5 separate regions of the Mus musculus genome follow, and all the other regions are linked to region 4. A link is a contact called in public Hi-C and promoter capture Hi-C data. All regions are on one chromosome and are shown on one strand. Each heading gives the region's core, a stretch centred on a gene start, on an enhancer-like site or on the middle of the called end of the contact. The rest is flanking DNA. Distances are from core to core; before and after follow the strand shown.

Region 1 (2,700 bases), core at 98-2,597, 1.4 Mb before region 4:
GATAGAAGATCAATTCCAATTCCAATGAAAAAGAAAGCCAATGTAGTAATACTGGCTAAATTAAAGTCTCTACAAGAATGTAATTCTGTAATTTTGGGAATGACTAAACAGAAAAGGGTCTGGAGATCATACAACATACCATAATTTGAGAGAGAGAGAGAGAGAGAGAGAGAGAGAGAGAGAGAGAGAGAGAGAGAGAGAGAGAGAGAGAGACTTGGTACATCTTTCTTTAACTTCATCTTAGCTTTTATTGCTTCTTCATGCTGAGGGTAAAATGCCAACCACCATTATGTTTAACTGTAACCCATTCTTCAATGGGCAGCATAAACTCTACCTCCTCTAATGATGTCTTCCATAACACTTTCTTTCCAACTTGGAAATACATTTTTCCTTATACTGAATTCTCATGAATCACATACTTCTTAAGGAATAGTCTCAATGTTGACTGCTTATTTTTTATATGTATTTTTCTGTAAAATGAATTTGATATCAAAATCATTATCTTACTGCACTGCAGTGAGTCCTCTGGGTGCAGTAGGCACCTGGAGTACTGGAGACCACAAATGCAGTTCTCCTGTCTTCTTCTCAACTTTCTTACAAAGCTAACCATCTGTTCTGTGTACTGCTGCCATCATGTGTGTGGTGTGTATGCATGTTTCTATATGTGCATAGTTCACTGCACATGAGATTGATGTTAGGAATCATACTTGATCACTTCCTCCATATTCACTGAGTAGTCTTGCTAGCCAGCTTGCTTAGAGAAAGCTCTACCACTGCTTTTCAAGGCTGGACTTACAGGCAAGCCACAACAACCATCAACATTCATGTGGCTTCTTGAAATGAGAACTCTGGTTTCTCCCCCAACCCACTTGTTTTAATTTGTACACTTTCTCCCTCAATGGTGGTTCATTTTACCTTGCCTATAAGTGTATTTAAAAATTCATTAAAAGAAATAATCAACAGAACAAACTGACACCCTACATACAGAATGGCAGAACATCTTTATATCACACTTCAGACAGAGGGCTAATGTTCAGAATTTACAAAGAGCTGCAGAAGTCAAATACCAAGGAAATAAAACTGCCAATTAACAAATGGGCAGATAAGCTAAATAGATAACTTAAGAAAAGAAACAAACAAACAAAAATGGCCAATAACTATTTTTAATGTGTTAATATCCCTAGCCAACAGGGAAATAAGAATTTAAACTACTCTGAGATAAGACCTCACCCCAGTGAGAATGGCTGCCATCAGTAAGTACGACAAATGTGATAGAAGATGTGGTGACACTACTGTTGGGAGATATGCAAATTAGTGTAGTCATTGTGGAAATCAGCTTGGAAATTTCTCAAATAATTAAAAATAGAACTACTACATGATCTTACTCTGTCACTCCTGGGCCCATACCCACAACTCCACAATCTATCATAGAGATATTTACACCCCTTGCTGCTTTATTCACTAAAGCAAGAAATTGGAATCTGGTCTGTCAACAGATGAATGGCCAATGAAAATATGATATATAAAACGAAATTCTATAAAGTTCTAACGAAAAATGTAATCACAAAATGTGCAGAAAAATTGATGGACTTTGATTGTGTAATATTAAATGACGTTACCTAACCTCAGAAAGAAAAAAATACATCATCTCCCTCATGTGGAAACTAGCCAGTTATATGCAAATAAATGTACATGGGCCATGATACCACATGTAGAAAAAAGAAGAAGAAAGGTTATGGGGGTGAGGGAAGGACTGACTGAATGTAGGAAACAGATACAAATACAAGGGATACGAAGCTAATTTCTTTTCTAACTCTGCCACGGATTTTTTTTTGGTTTTGATAGCTGATACCGCATAAAAATATATTAGATAGTGAAGTATAAAATTCAACGTGAAGGAAGCTTAATAGCTTCTGTTCTGAATGTATAATCTAATGGGATAGAAAGAAGTTCCTTGAGTTGTACAGTCTTTTGAATCTATTTTGGTGTGTTGTATTTATTTCTTTGCAACTCCTCCCAAGTGCTGATTCTAAAGTCATGTACCACACTATACCCCACTTAAAAAATAATTTACGAAGGAAGGAAGGAAGGAAGGGAGGGAGGGAGGGAGGGAGACAGGTAGGCAGGCCATTTAATAACATTATGTTGCTCTTCTATGCTTGATCTTGGATAACTCACCATAAACTATCCAGAACCAGTTTTGTTAATGTCTTGGCTTTTGGTAGATTGTTAAGAAGACTGTGAGTCTCATCTGTTTGTACCAAATCTAGTAATAACACCTATAACATTTTACATATAAGACAGAATCCTGAACAAACCTGAATCACAAATTTTCTGTGTGCATATGAAGATTGTCTGTCTAAAATGCATGGTCAGAATGCCTGACCTTCATACCTCTCATTACCCTTAAAATCTTATAAAGCAAACTCTTAGCTGTGATCATTTTAGGAAAAAGAGGTCGACACAACTGTCTCCTGAACCTATAAAGTTTTAGACTTTGGTTTTATATAATATTCAGGGCTCCTTTCTTTAAAATCTGGACTTTTTCATGAACTACAAAAACAAACAAACAACCCCCCCACACACACAAATTACTAAACAAATGAAAAAGAGCAAACAGTCTATATAGTTCACTGAATTTTAAAATGAAAACTAAAACAGGCATAACATGATCTAAATAAGCTACTATTTTCTTTATCA
Region 2 (2,700 bases), core at 5-2,504, 1.5 Mb before region 4:
GAGTTTCCCTGCTTGCAGTTCACTGATTTTTGGAGGGATTTTAGGAAAAGTTAAAGGTAAAAGAAATTATTCAGGGGTGAAAATTAAATACTCTGGGAAATAACCAAAAGGAACTAAAAAAAATTAAAGGGATCAAAATGTTTTTGACCTTTAATATTAGTATGACCTTCTCCCAACTGAGAAACAACAACAAAAAAGGTACACATCTGTGTCTGCTACTGCCTCGCTGAACTTTTTCTCTGCAGAGAAACAAATGCACAGTTTCCTGCGGCAAAGCAAAGCAATCAGAAGGAGAGTCACTCCCAGCTCAAAGTGCAGACCACCAGGAACTGAAGCAAGTGCCCTCAGACGCCAAATGGGAACCTTTAACTCCAGTAAGGGCAACTCAGAGCTTCACTGCAGTGATTCCGTCATTTGTAAAAATTCTGGTACAGATAGTATAATAATAGGATATTGACAAATGGGGGAATTTAGTCTCTAAATTGCCCTCATCCATCTTCATCCATTTTCACAAGTTCTTCCTTTTCAATGGGCTCATTTATGTAGTCTAGAAACACCCTGAAAGCAATTACAGGAGGAAATCACTTTTTACATCAAATAGGAGATGCATGTCGTCATCAGATCTACTTAGCAGGGGCCTAACCAACCAAGAGACACTTGAGGCTGAGAAGTTCTTGCTCAGCATCTCTCTGAAGTTCCACAGATCCCTTGCCCAGCCAGGAAAGGGCCTCTGTCAGTCAGGGGACTGAGGAGACTCTCAGGCTTGGAGAAACTTGTGACCCACTCAGTGGACAGGAAGTCTGTGACTCTCTAGAGAACGGTGGTACACTCGCTCAGGCTCTTCATACTGACCTCTCTGGGATACCTCGTTAGTAGAAAACAGTTCAACAGAATTGCTTTAGAAAACAAGGGAGAGAACTGTCGCACAACTTCAGTATGCCAATTCGATTCTGACCAAGTAAATAAAAGGAAGTTTGGATGAAAATTTTTCATAAAATGAAAAAACAAACAAGCAAACAAACAAACACTAACAGTAGGAGCATTTTTTTAAGAGATAAGAAATCAGGAGAGCCACCAAGTCAGGTGTCTGCAGTAGTCTTTGCTCTTCGGAACCAAACCCTGCCCTGCAACAGGCACAGCTGTTCCCATGGGAAGTAGAAGGAAGCGTCACTGTTGCACCACAGGGTCTGGGCCTCAGGCTGCTCAATGATTCGGGGTGAGTGAGAGCCACGGCTCAGCAGGAATTCCTTCCTACACACAAGTGCTCCAAAGGCACCGCCTGATGGGGAGGGGCGTGTGTAAGGCAGAAGTGTTTGCACACACTGCCTTCAGCTTCTGCACCAAGCCTCTTGCATAAGTGGCAAAAGAAAATCGTTTTCTAGCACCTCTGTAAGAGTCACCAAGGATAAGGAAACCAGCACGAACATTCCCAGGAGTTAAGGACCTAAGTCTCCCTTGATCCCAAACCCTCCCTCCCCACAGTGTGGGCGCTCACTGAAACAGGATCCAGGAGCAAGAGATAAACATGTTCAATATATATATATAGATATATATATATATATATATGTATAAACAAACAATATCAGAGATACAGTAATACAGGCCTGCCTAAATTGTACCAGTTAAGAAAGGAACCCCCAACACAATTGATATGATTATAAACACCTTGTTATGACTTAATGGTCTGTACAACAGACCTATAAAAATGATTTTTTTTTTAAAAGAAAAAAAAAAACCAAAAAAACCAAACCAAAACAATAACATAAAAGAAAGAAAGAAAAAGAAAAAGACCCCTTCCTCTCCTGGAACTGGTGACCCACCTTAGCTTGTCGTCATGACTGCTGGACATGGTAAGTAGGCCTTTCACTTAGTTTTGTCTGTCTGTTTTTGTTTCTTTTTTTTTTTTTTTCTTTTAAAATTTTTGGTTAGAAAGTTCTCCAATCCATGAAGCAATCCTGAAAAGACATTGTTTTATTATAAAATTAGGCAAATGCTGTCCTGTCTCCATTCTTTCCTTTTTCTGGTATGTGTAATTTTTTCTTCTCTCCATGTCTTCTTCCTCCTCACAACATGGTGGGAGGAAGCCAATGACAGGTGTCATTTTCTTAAGCAGCTGGTAGCCAGCCTATCACCCTGTAGTGAGGAAAGCCTGTGGCAACCCAGCTCTGCACTCAGCTCACTGTGCCTTGGAGGCAGCTGTGGTGGTGGAAGCAGGCCCACTGGCAGAGGCGACTGTGAACAGAGAGCTCTGGATGGACTCAGTTGAGGTGGAGGAGGCATGAAGGCTGGCTGTAGGTGCAGAGTTCCCTGTGGAGGCTGCAGCGGCAGAAACCAAGCTTACTGGGTTGCTGGTGAGCAGAGAGAGGTTCTGAGGGTTCAGGAACAGAGGTGCAGTCACGATGTTCGGGGCTCCTCCTGCATTGGCAAATACCAGGTTCCCAGTTGCATCCAGAGACGTTATTGGAAGAGAGCCACTAGAAGCAAGAGCTATAGACAAAGAGCCCAGAACAGGAAGAACATTAAATTTCATCCTGGAGAAGCCAGATAACACAGATAACACACCAGCTAACTCCTACTCAGTAGCAGAGTGTGCCTCTTTGCTGACTCTCCCCTCCACTGTGATGCTGTACTGACATCAGCTCAAGTTTATACGTCTGATGCAAAGAGTTGAAAGTCAACTTAATGATATGAGTAGGACAA
Region 3 (2,700 bases), core at 13-2,512, 1.6 Mb before region 4:
TATGTACATGTATGTATGTTATGTGTGTGGTATATGTGTGTATGGTGTATGTATGTGTGAGGTATATTTGTGTATGGTGTGTGTATGTGTATGTATTTGTGGTATGTATGTGTATAGTATATGTGTGTATGATGTGTGTGTATGTATGTGTGGTATATATGTGTATGTATGCCATGTGTGTGGTATATGTGTGTATGGTGTATGTATGTGTGTGGTTTATGTGTGTGCGTGTGTGTGTGTGTGTGTGTGTGTGTGTGTGTGTAGCTCAGAGGACATCTTACAAGAATGGCTTCCCATCTACCATGTGGGCTCTGAAGATGGAATTCAGACTGTCAGGCTTGGCAGAAACTACCTGAACCAGCTCTCTGCCTCCAGATTTGATAATATTGTCTTTCCATTTAGAAGGCTGGTAGACTGAAAAGTAACTGTGGACTTCTTGACTTTCTTTTTTAAATCAAAGAAACCAGAGGCACCCTCCCATCCACATGATCCTTTCCGGGTCTCTGTCCCGTCTCAAAGCTTGTGTACACTCACCTACAACTCTCCGTTATGCTTATTTCTCAGTTTTATTTTTTATTTTGTTTTGAGGCAGTCTTGCTACACAGCTCAAGTTGGCCAGGTATTCACTGTTAGTCCAGTGTGACCTCAAACTCACACTCCTCCTGCCTTTGCCACATGAGTGATACGATTTACAGGCAGGCAATCTAGGCCTGACTTTTATCGTTTTCTTACTGTAAATGACCCCAAGGGTGAAAAGTTGACAATTAGAGGAAGCATGTGACCTCGGTTTGGTGGCACATACTGTAATCTTGACCTGTGGAAAGCTGAGGAGGGAAAATTGTGAGTTCAAGACCAGCCTGGATTAAATAGTGAGATTTGTCTCAGGGAAAAGAATTTTGAAAACAATGTAAGCTATAGTATTTCACACTATTTATGGTCTGAATTGAGGCCAAGTTCAGAACTATACCTCAAATATCCTCCTTTCTTTGTGCTTCAGATAAAGAAGCTGACGTCTGGAGATGCTTCAAGGCCACACAGCAACTTAGATATATGCCTAGGGTCTGACTTCAGCAATTGAGAGTCACGTACAAATTAGTAAAGAATTAAAATAATAAAAAAGTACATTAAACTACAGTCAAATTGAAGAAAAAGCAAAATTCAGACGGATGCACATTCTTACACCCCAAACCTCCAAACCTTCAGAACTTCCTGCCTATGAATCGAGAGGGGGAGTGAGAGGGTGTCTTGCTGGCAGGTGCTGTCTCAAAGGCCCACAGTCCTCCACTTCCTGGGGTGTCAGCCACAGAACAAAGCCAGCAGAGACTCCATCAGCGCCTCCTTTTCTCCTCATCCTCCCAGGCATAGCTGCCTCTGCCTCTGCCTCTGGGTACCATCCCAGGGAAGCAGAAGATGAAGTGGAAAGTGTCTGTTCTCGCCTGCATCCTCCACGTGCGGTTCCCAGGAGCAGGTAAGGGCTCTGTTTCCCGCGGCTCGACCCTTTTAGAGCCTCTCCGTGTGTCTGAGGGGCAGCGGAGGGGTGCCAAGGACCTGGTGCTTCTTTTAAAGCTTGTCTTCCCAAAGTCAACGGGCAGAGTGGGCAGCGGCAGTGTGGGCTTGGGTCCCACCCAGGCGTCTGCTCTGTGACAGCCAAGCTGGTTATCGGTTGGGGGCCAGCTGTTTGAAAACACAGTTGTAGATTGTCTAATGATAAAGGCAAAAGAAAAAGACTGTGGAGGGAAAGGGCAAGGAGAAACGCAGCGAGTCAGCAACTGAGACAGCTCTGCGCGGACGGGAGAAGCGGCACAGGATCCGAAACACCAGCCAGCTAGGCCTCGCTCCTCTACTCTGGTTTCCAGATATCATGACTCCTTCCGCCCCTCTCTGGTTGGCATTGCCGCTCAGCCCCGTTCTTTCCTCCTTTGCCAATAAAGGACATTGCCATGGTCAGTCAGAAAGGGTCATGGCCTGTGACCCTGAGTATCCTGAAACATCTGGTAGAGGCCGAGCCCCTACAAGAGAACTTGAGGCAGGGAGGGAGGGAGGCGTACGGAGTAGGCATCCATATTTGCAGCCTTTTGCAAGGCGCATTGCCACCTTCTGGCCCAGAGCATTTAAGTCTAAGCTCACCCTGTCAAGGCTGTCCCCCACATCACAGCCACCAGCTACCCTATGACATACTGATTCTCTGTGATATACTCACATGGCTCTCTATCTGAGCCAAGCAGCCAGAGACACGGACAGAAATGCTAGCAACAGGTTGAAGAATATGTGTTAATACGTGACCATCACGAGTCACAACCAGCCCAGAAGACAACTTGCGCCAGAGCCCACTGCATCCCTCCAATGCCTGGCATTTGGCATGCGGTAGCCTTAGTGTGCTTCCTAGTTCAGCAGTCGGGGTGGAAGCGAGGGAACAGAAGACAAAAGACACCACTCACAAGATTGGTGTCATGGCCGTTTTACAAGAAATGGGACAATCTGTATTTGAATCTAGAAAGACAAGGATGGTAGCTGTAAGGGGTACCCTTCCTCCAATTTAGAGCTCTCCTGAGGGTGACAGTTTGTCGGGTGACAAGGCAGGAATGGCCAACACATGATTGTTACCACCAGGAAACTGCACAGTCCTGGGCTAGCGTCATGGGGTTCTGAGGGCTCAGGAATGGGCTTTTCTGACCTAGCACAGTGCTTTTCTCAGAAAGG
Region 4 (2,700 bases), core at 70-2,569:
GATCAACAGATGCCATGGTCACATTTCTGGAACATACATCAGACGATCTAAATGTAACAAATCAACATGGGATGGCTGGGCAGAATACTTTAAACACAACTGGCCACAAAACGACCAGCTGTTATCTCTGTACCTGTCAATGATCTTGACCCAGGCCAGATGTTTCCAGATGTTTCTGACCAACCCCAACAAAAGCAGTCCTTTGAGTTCGGGCCTAGGTGTTCTTAATTGGGTACTGCTGTTTCCATTTGAGGACCCAAACCTACACATCTCAGAGGCACTGAAAAGATTAATTCGTACAGAGAGCTGAGAAAATTGACCAAAATTTTTACTAAATTAGAAGAACACATTCCATGCTCGCTTCGGCAGCACATATACTAAAATTGGAACGATACAGAGAAGATTAGCATGGCCCCTGCGCAAGGATGACACGCAAATTCGTGAAGCGTTCCATATTTTTGAGCTAAGACGAAAGGATGGACTATCTAGAGACTACCCCACCCGGGGATCCATCCCACACTCAGCCACCAAACCCAGACACTATTGTATATGCCAGAAAGATTTTGCTGAAGGGACCCTGTTATAGTTGTCTTGTATGAGGCTATGCCAGTGCCTGGCAAATACAGAAGTGGATGCTCACAGTCTTTTAAAAGATGGAACACAGAGCCCCCAATGGAGAAGCTAGAGAAAGCACCCAAGGAGCTGAAGGAGTCTGCAACCCTATAGGTGGAACAACAATACGAACTAACCAGTGCCCCTAGAGCTCGTATCTCTAGCTGCATATGTATCAGAAGATGGCCTAGTCGGCCATCATTGGGAAGAGAGGTCCCTTGGTATATTGCAAACTTTATATGCCCCAGTACAGGGGAATGTCAGGGCCAAGAAGAGGGAGTGGGTGGGTAGGGGAGCAGAGCAGGGGAAGGGTATAGGGAACTTTCGGGATAGCATTTGAAATGTATATAAAGAAAATATCTAATAAAAAAAAAGAAAAAAAGAAGAACACATTCCCTAATACTGTGCTTCTACAAAGCACAAAAAGAAATCAAAGAAATACAGTAAGGAGAATGTTGCAAAAGCTTGCAGGCCCAGTAGAAGGGGTCTCATTATCCTTCCAGGAACTCCTTCGGGATCTGGACCGGAGGACTTGGGTGGTGTGGTGTTCCACGTAATTATCTAGGCCAAAGGTCTTCCAGTTCCAGCCCCAGAAGCTCTCACCAGGCCCTTAATTATGCTGACTAGGCCCAAGCTACTCACTCTAGGCTCTCATTGGCCGTCCTCTCACGCCACACCCCCTCGTGGCACGAGGCCACGCCCCTCCCACTGTCCCTTCCTCCCAGTGGGCTCTACTGGGCTCTCCTTGAGGGCCCCGGGTCTTCACACTCACGGTCCACACCTCCCCGAGGTCCTGTTCCCTAGTGGTCCACCCCTGCCCAGCCAGGGTCGCCTCTTTCCATGGGCCACGCCCCAGAGATTCCGCCCCTCGCCACTCCCTCCTCGTTACCGCGCTATCTCCCCCTCCAGTAGTAATCTGCTGGGGCTTCCGGACGCTTTGCACGCGTAGCAGATGATCCTCGGTGCAGTCGGTTCTGTGCTGACCTCGCTCCTCCGCATTCACCGGGCTGCAGCAGTCGCCGCCATGAGTACTGGCACCTTCGTCGTGTCGCAGCCGCTCAACTACCGCGGCGGGGCCCGTGTGGAGCCGGTGGATGCTTCCGGCACGGAGAAAGCGTTCGAGCCAGCCACCGGTAACCTGGCGCGGGGCGGCACGCGGATGGGGTGGGTCTTCCCCGGCCCTGTGCACTGAGTCTGCTGCCCCGAGTCCTTCCGAGCTCTCCGCCAAGGGTTGCTGAACTTGCGTGGTCGCAGCACGGAGCACAGAATGTTGGGGAGGCTCCTGGAAAAGAGGGGGCGCTATGGGTGCGGTGGGGTGCGCTGGGGGGCCGGGAGTAACTACATGGCTGGAGCAGGAGAGTCTGGCGTAGAACCTGTGGGTCTTTTGAGTTTTGAGAGCTGGGCCTGCAGGAGAGTCTGCTACTGGGATGTTGACTCACAGGTGATTTCTGTTATGCATGATCCACATGACCTTCCCCCTTCTAGTGCTGGGATATTTCTGAACTTCGATGAGAGTTGGGAAAGGAGAGAAAAAAAAAAACAGCAGCCGACAACATCTGTTTAGCTTTAGTGCCTGCTAGCTCTCCAGGTTAACAAGAGAGAGAGAGAAAAAAAAACATTGAACATGTGTAATCACGTGTAGTGCTTACCACTGTTAATTAATGAACTTATCCGTTATCTCCACGTAGTTTCCACCTATGAGTAGTGAGAACTTTCATGCTCTGCACACTTGGCAGATTTTAAGTGAATATGTATTTTACGGTATTATTAGCTGTAATCACGATGTTCATTAGATTTCTACAGTTCATCCTTGCAAGCACTTAATGCTTTGGAGCAAACCCTTAGCACAAACTAAGGAGGAAGCGAGTTCTTTGTTTCTTGGACTTTGGGTTGACTTTTGTGTTTGTTTTGATTATTCTTATTGAATATTCAGAGCAGGGAAAAAAAATGTGTTCTGTAAGCCAGAAGGGCTTGTTTAGTGAGAGAAGTAAAAGTACACTGACCTCCACGAGGCAGGGATTTGCCAGAACCTGAACTGATGGGAGAGGCCATGATAGCTGGGAAGAGTTTCTCAGCCTGCCTCCCTTT
Region 5 (2,710 bases), core at 76-2,575, 1.3 Mb before region 4:
GAAGACCCAGCACGCAGCTAGAAAGCACTACCACACACAGTCAGGGAGGGGGATCTCCGTGTCTAGCCACCACCCCCGCTCCCCGCAGTACAGGAGAAATCTAGAATATGATCAACTTGTCAGGCCAGCCCTTTGAGGGCAGGAGGGCAATCCTTTACGGTCCAGTTCTCGGGTGACCTCCGAGAGCTCCGAGGCCTCAGAGCGAGAGGGTCCCCAAGGCTACCAGCGCGTGGGGGGGGGGGGATGTGCGCGGAGGAGCTACCAGACCCCGCGAGCACCTCCAACCCAACTGTCCCGCGCGACCCACAGCAGCGCGGACCTCTGGGTGAGGGCCCGGGACACACGGACAACCGAAGCCATTTCCACGGAGGGGAACTTCCCCGAGGGTTCCTCCCACCTAGCCCAGCCTCCAAAGGGTCCGGGGGACCCCAGAGCGAGCTCACAACCCGAAGGCCAGCTCACAGGGCCCACGCCACGCTGCCCCTAACCAGAGACACGGACTGGCTGGGGTCAGGCCGCTGCCCCGGGCACGAGCAGGGCGCGGCTGAGGGGCCCCGGGCCGTGACCCCCGGGCTCGGCCCCACGCGGACCCCCCGCACGGCCGGGGGCAGGGCACCACTCCCCGGTGCGTCCCGCAGCGAGCAGCGTTCCCCAGCCCGAGCCCGCGCCGGCTCCCAATCCTGGGGGGGCGCCGCGCGGGTGTCCGGCCACCGGGGTCCGCTCGGGCCCCGCCGCCCACCGGCATTGTGCTCGCCGCCACCTCTGGCCCCTCCACGCCCCCCCACCGCCCGTCCAGGTCTCCCGCCCGCACCCCGCCGCGCCCCGCCAGCCCAGCAGCTATGAATATGTAAAATGTCTTTATTGTCCTCTCCCGGTGCCCCGGCCCCGCCGCCTGCCGTGGACCCGCTTAGATTCGGGCACCGTGCGAGGAGGCGGCGGCGGCCGGCGGAGGAGGAGGGCCGGTGCCGGCGGGCGGGCCGGCGCGGCAGCCGCGGGGTGGGCCGGGGGCAGGAGGAGCGCGGTGGCTCACAGCCCCCTTTGCCCCGGGTCTTCTTCCCCCTCCGCCCGGCCGCTCCGAGCTCCTTTTCCCCCTCCGCTCGGCGCCCAGAGGGGGCTGTGTTCCCCGGCCCCCCATCTCCTCGCCGTTAATTATAATAATCCTGAGTACTAATAAATTATGCTAAGTCGCGGGGGGGGCAGCGGGAGCCCGGCTCGAGTATGAATATGAATATGTAAAATGCTGTAATGATTACCTGCTGCTGCTGCCGCCGCGGCTGAACTCTCATCTTGACTCGCTGCTCCTCCGTCCGCCATTTTGAATATTTTAACCAAAATCGCCCGGTCGATAAACCCTCCCTCGCTCCCGCTCCCCTCCCCCTCCCGCCCTGCTCGCCGCCTCCCTCCTCTCCGCACCCTCCCGTTCCTTCCTCTCCCGAGGCGCGCGCCAGGGGGCGCCCGAGGCCGGCGCTGCTCTCCGCCGGCCCCCTTGGAAGAGCTCCACCCCCCTGCGCGCGCGGTGCGCACGCGCGTCCAGGCTGCAGGGACCCCGCCCCCTCAGGCTTCTAAAGTGCCCCCTAACCTGCCAATCATCTCTTCCTTGTTTTGTTTTTTTTTCTTTCCCCCTCCCGTCCGCGCCGCTGTGCGCACGCGCAGTTTTCTCCACGCGCCGGAGAGGTAGGAAGCGCATGCGCGTCTCTTCGCCCCCTCCCTCCCCCCGGGAGCGCGGCTTCACCCCAAAGTGTAGTATGTCAAGTGCTTGTTTACGTCTCGGGATGGGCTTCCCGTCTTCCGTGTTAGTCCCCTCCCGGATAAGTTCGGGGTTTCCACGGCGGTACTGTAAAAGGGCAACATGCCCGGCGTCTCGCCGCGAGGACACGCGTGAGGGACTAGCGAGCGCTCCACGGCCGCGCACTTTTTCAGGACTCCCTCGCAGTTGACTGCGACAATGGAGGGGACCGCTCCCCGCCGAGGTAATTTCCGGCCCTGTGTGCAGGTGGGGGCGGAAACGCCCTCGGCGGGCAACGGGCACGAGGCACCTGCTGGGCCACGCGCGGACGTCCCGCTTTAAATTTGAATCCGAGCTAATCCCCGCCCCGCGCCTCAGCCCACGCCGCAGATTCGGGGCGGGGCCGGCGGGCGGACTCCTGGGGGCGTGTCCTGGCGGCTCTAATTAGCCAGGCAAAGAGTCGCCTCCACTTGTCGCGCGTGCCCGGCCCAGCCTCTGTGGGAGCGGCCGTCCGAGTCGCCCGGACGCCCTTGCACGCGCCCACCCGTGCGAAACAAACAGACCCCATCTGCGTAGGGATTCTTTTTTCTTTTTTTTTTTTTTTCTTCTGGAGCACCTTTTAAAGGCTAATTGTAAACTGACCTGATTAAAACCATGCAAGTTGGCAATAGCGCCAACGGTTACGAATTCTCTTTGCTCTGTCGTTCAGTAAATACGATCGCGGGGGGCGGGGGGTGGGGGTGGTGATATTCCTCTTGTGACCATCTTCCTAAGTAATTAGCCAAAATATTGCCCAGATTGCTCCTTTATTGCAAAAAAAAAAAAAAAAAAAAAAAAAAAAAAAGGCCTGGATGAAGACCCAAATCTATTTTACTAATTCTTGACAAGTCCCAAGATTTTCCTAAAAAAATTTCTAAGGATAAAAACAAAAATATTGTGTGGTAAGAATAAATAGGTCCTAGGCTGTCCTTGAGAGGGGTATTC

Evidence for each region. Promoter capture Hi-C pulls out the DNA fragments that hold promoters and counts their contacts. A called contact is a pair of places that touch in the nucleus more often than the background predicts.
Region 1: a Hi-C map of B cells shows a contact between it and region 4, with 6 read pairs. The contact joins the enhancer-like site here to the promoter of Aldh9a1 in region 4. A contact is called at or near these places in 1 of 39 promoter capture datasets (pre-B cells) and 1 of 484 Hi-C or Micro-C datasets (B cells).
Region 2: a contact with region 4 is called in a promoter capture Hi-C map of trophoblast stem cells, with 4 times the contacts expected there. The contact joins the enhancer-like site here to the promoter of Aldh9a1 in region 4. A contact is called at or near these places in 5 of 39 promoter capture datasets (the 3T3-L1 cell line, 3T3-L1-derived adipocytes, the C10 cell line and 2 more) and 2 of 115 datasets of contacts at active chromatin or transcription factors (embryonic stem cells and large pre-B cells).
Region 3: a promoter capture Hi-C map of stem cell-derived epiblast-like cells shows a contact between it and region 4, with 4 times the contacts expected there. The contact joins the promoter of Cd247 here to the promoter of Aldh9a1 in region 4. A contact is called at or near these places in 3 of 39 promoter capture datasets (3T3-L1-derived adipocytes, liver and stem cell-derived epiblast-like cells).
Region 5: a Hi-C map of B cells shows a contact between it and region 4, with 6 read pairs. The contact joins the promoter of Pou2f1 here to the promoter of Aldh9a1 in region 4. A contact is called at or near these places in 2 of 39 promoter capture datasets (hippocampal neurons and pre-B cells), 1 of 484 Hi-C or Micro-C datasets (B cells), 1 of 115 datasets of contacts at active chromatin or transcription factors (large pre-B cells) and 1 of 9 other capture datasets (adipose tissue).

Annotation. Positions count from the first base shown.
Region 1 is chr1:165,926,409-165,929,108 of GRCm38.p6, forward strand. The region is part of intron 2 of Pou2f1 (POU domain, class 2, transcription factor 1); the gene reads right to left. Among named protein-coding and RNA genes, the nearest start is that of Pou2f1, 75 kb to the right of the region's middle. Within about 2 kb of position 1,348, at least 11 of the 459 cell types and tissues checked have an H3K27ac peak or open chromatin away from gene starts, as enhancers often do. A contact at or near this core is called in B cells, where this site is marked.
Region 2 is chr1:165,873,562-165,876,261 of GRCm38.p6, forward strand. It overlaps Pou2f1 (POU domain, class 2, transcription factor 1), which reads right to left. Exons shown (of 16, transcript NM_198932.3): 16 at 1-2,487. The coding sequence ends at 2,177. Among named protein-coding and RNA genes, the nearest start is that of Gm32999, 26 kb to the left of the region's middle. Within about 2 kb of position 1,255, at least 20 of the 459 cell types and tissues checked have an H3K27ac peak or open chromatin away from gene starts, as enhancers often do. A contact at or near this core is called in trophoblast stem cells, where this site is marked.
Region 3 is chr1:165,787,419-165,790,118 of GRCm38.p6, forward strand. Cd247 (CD247 antigen) reads left to right here and starts at 1,263. Exons shown (of 8, transcript NM_001113391.2): 1 at 1,263-1,468. The coding sequence starts at 1,411.
Region 4 is chr1:167,348,672-167,351,371 of GRCm38.p6, forward strand. It overlaps Aldh9a1 (aldehyde dehydrogenase 9, subfamily A1), which reads left to right and starts at 1,320. Exons shown (of 11, transcript NM_019993.4): 1 at 1,320-1,745. The coding sequence starts at 1,565. It overlaps Gm24182 (a small nuclear RNA gene), which reads left to right and starts at 354; the gene lies at 354-460.
Region 5 is chr1:166,001,309-166,004,018 of GRCm38.p6, forward strand. Pou2f1 (POU domain, class 2, transcription factor 1) reads right to left here and starts at 1,326. Exons shown (of 16, transcript NM_198932.3): 1 at 1,254-1,326. The coding sequence starts at 1,314.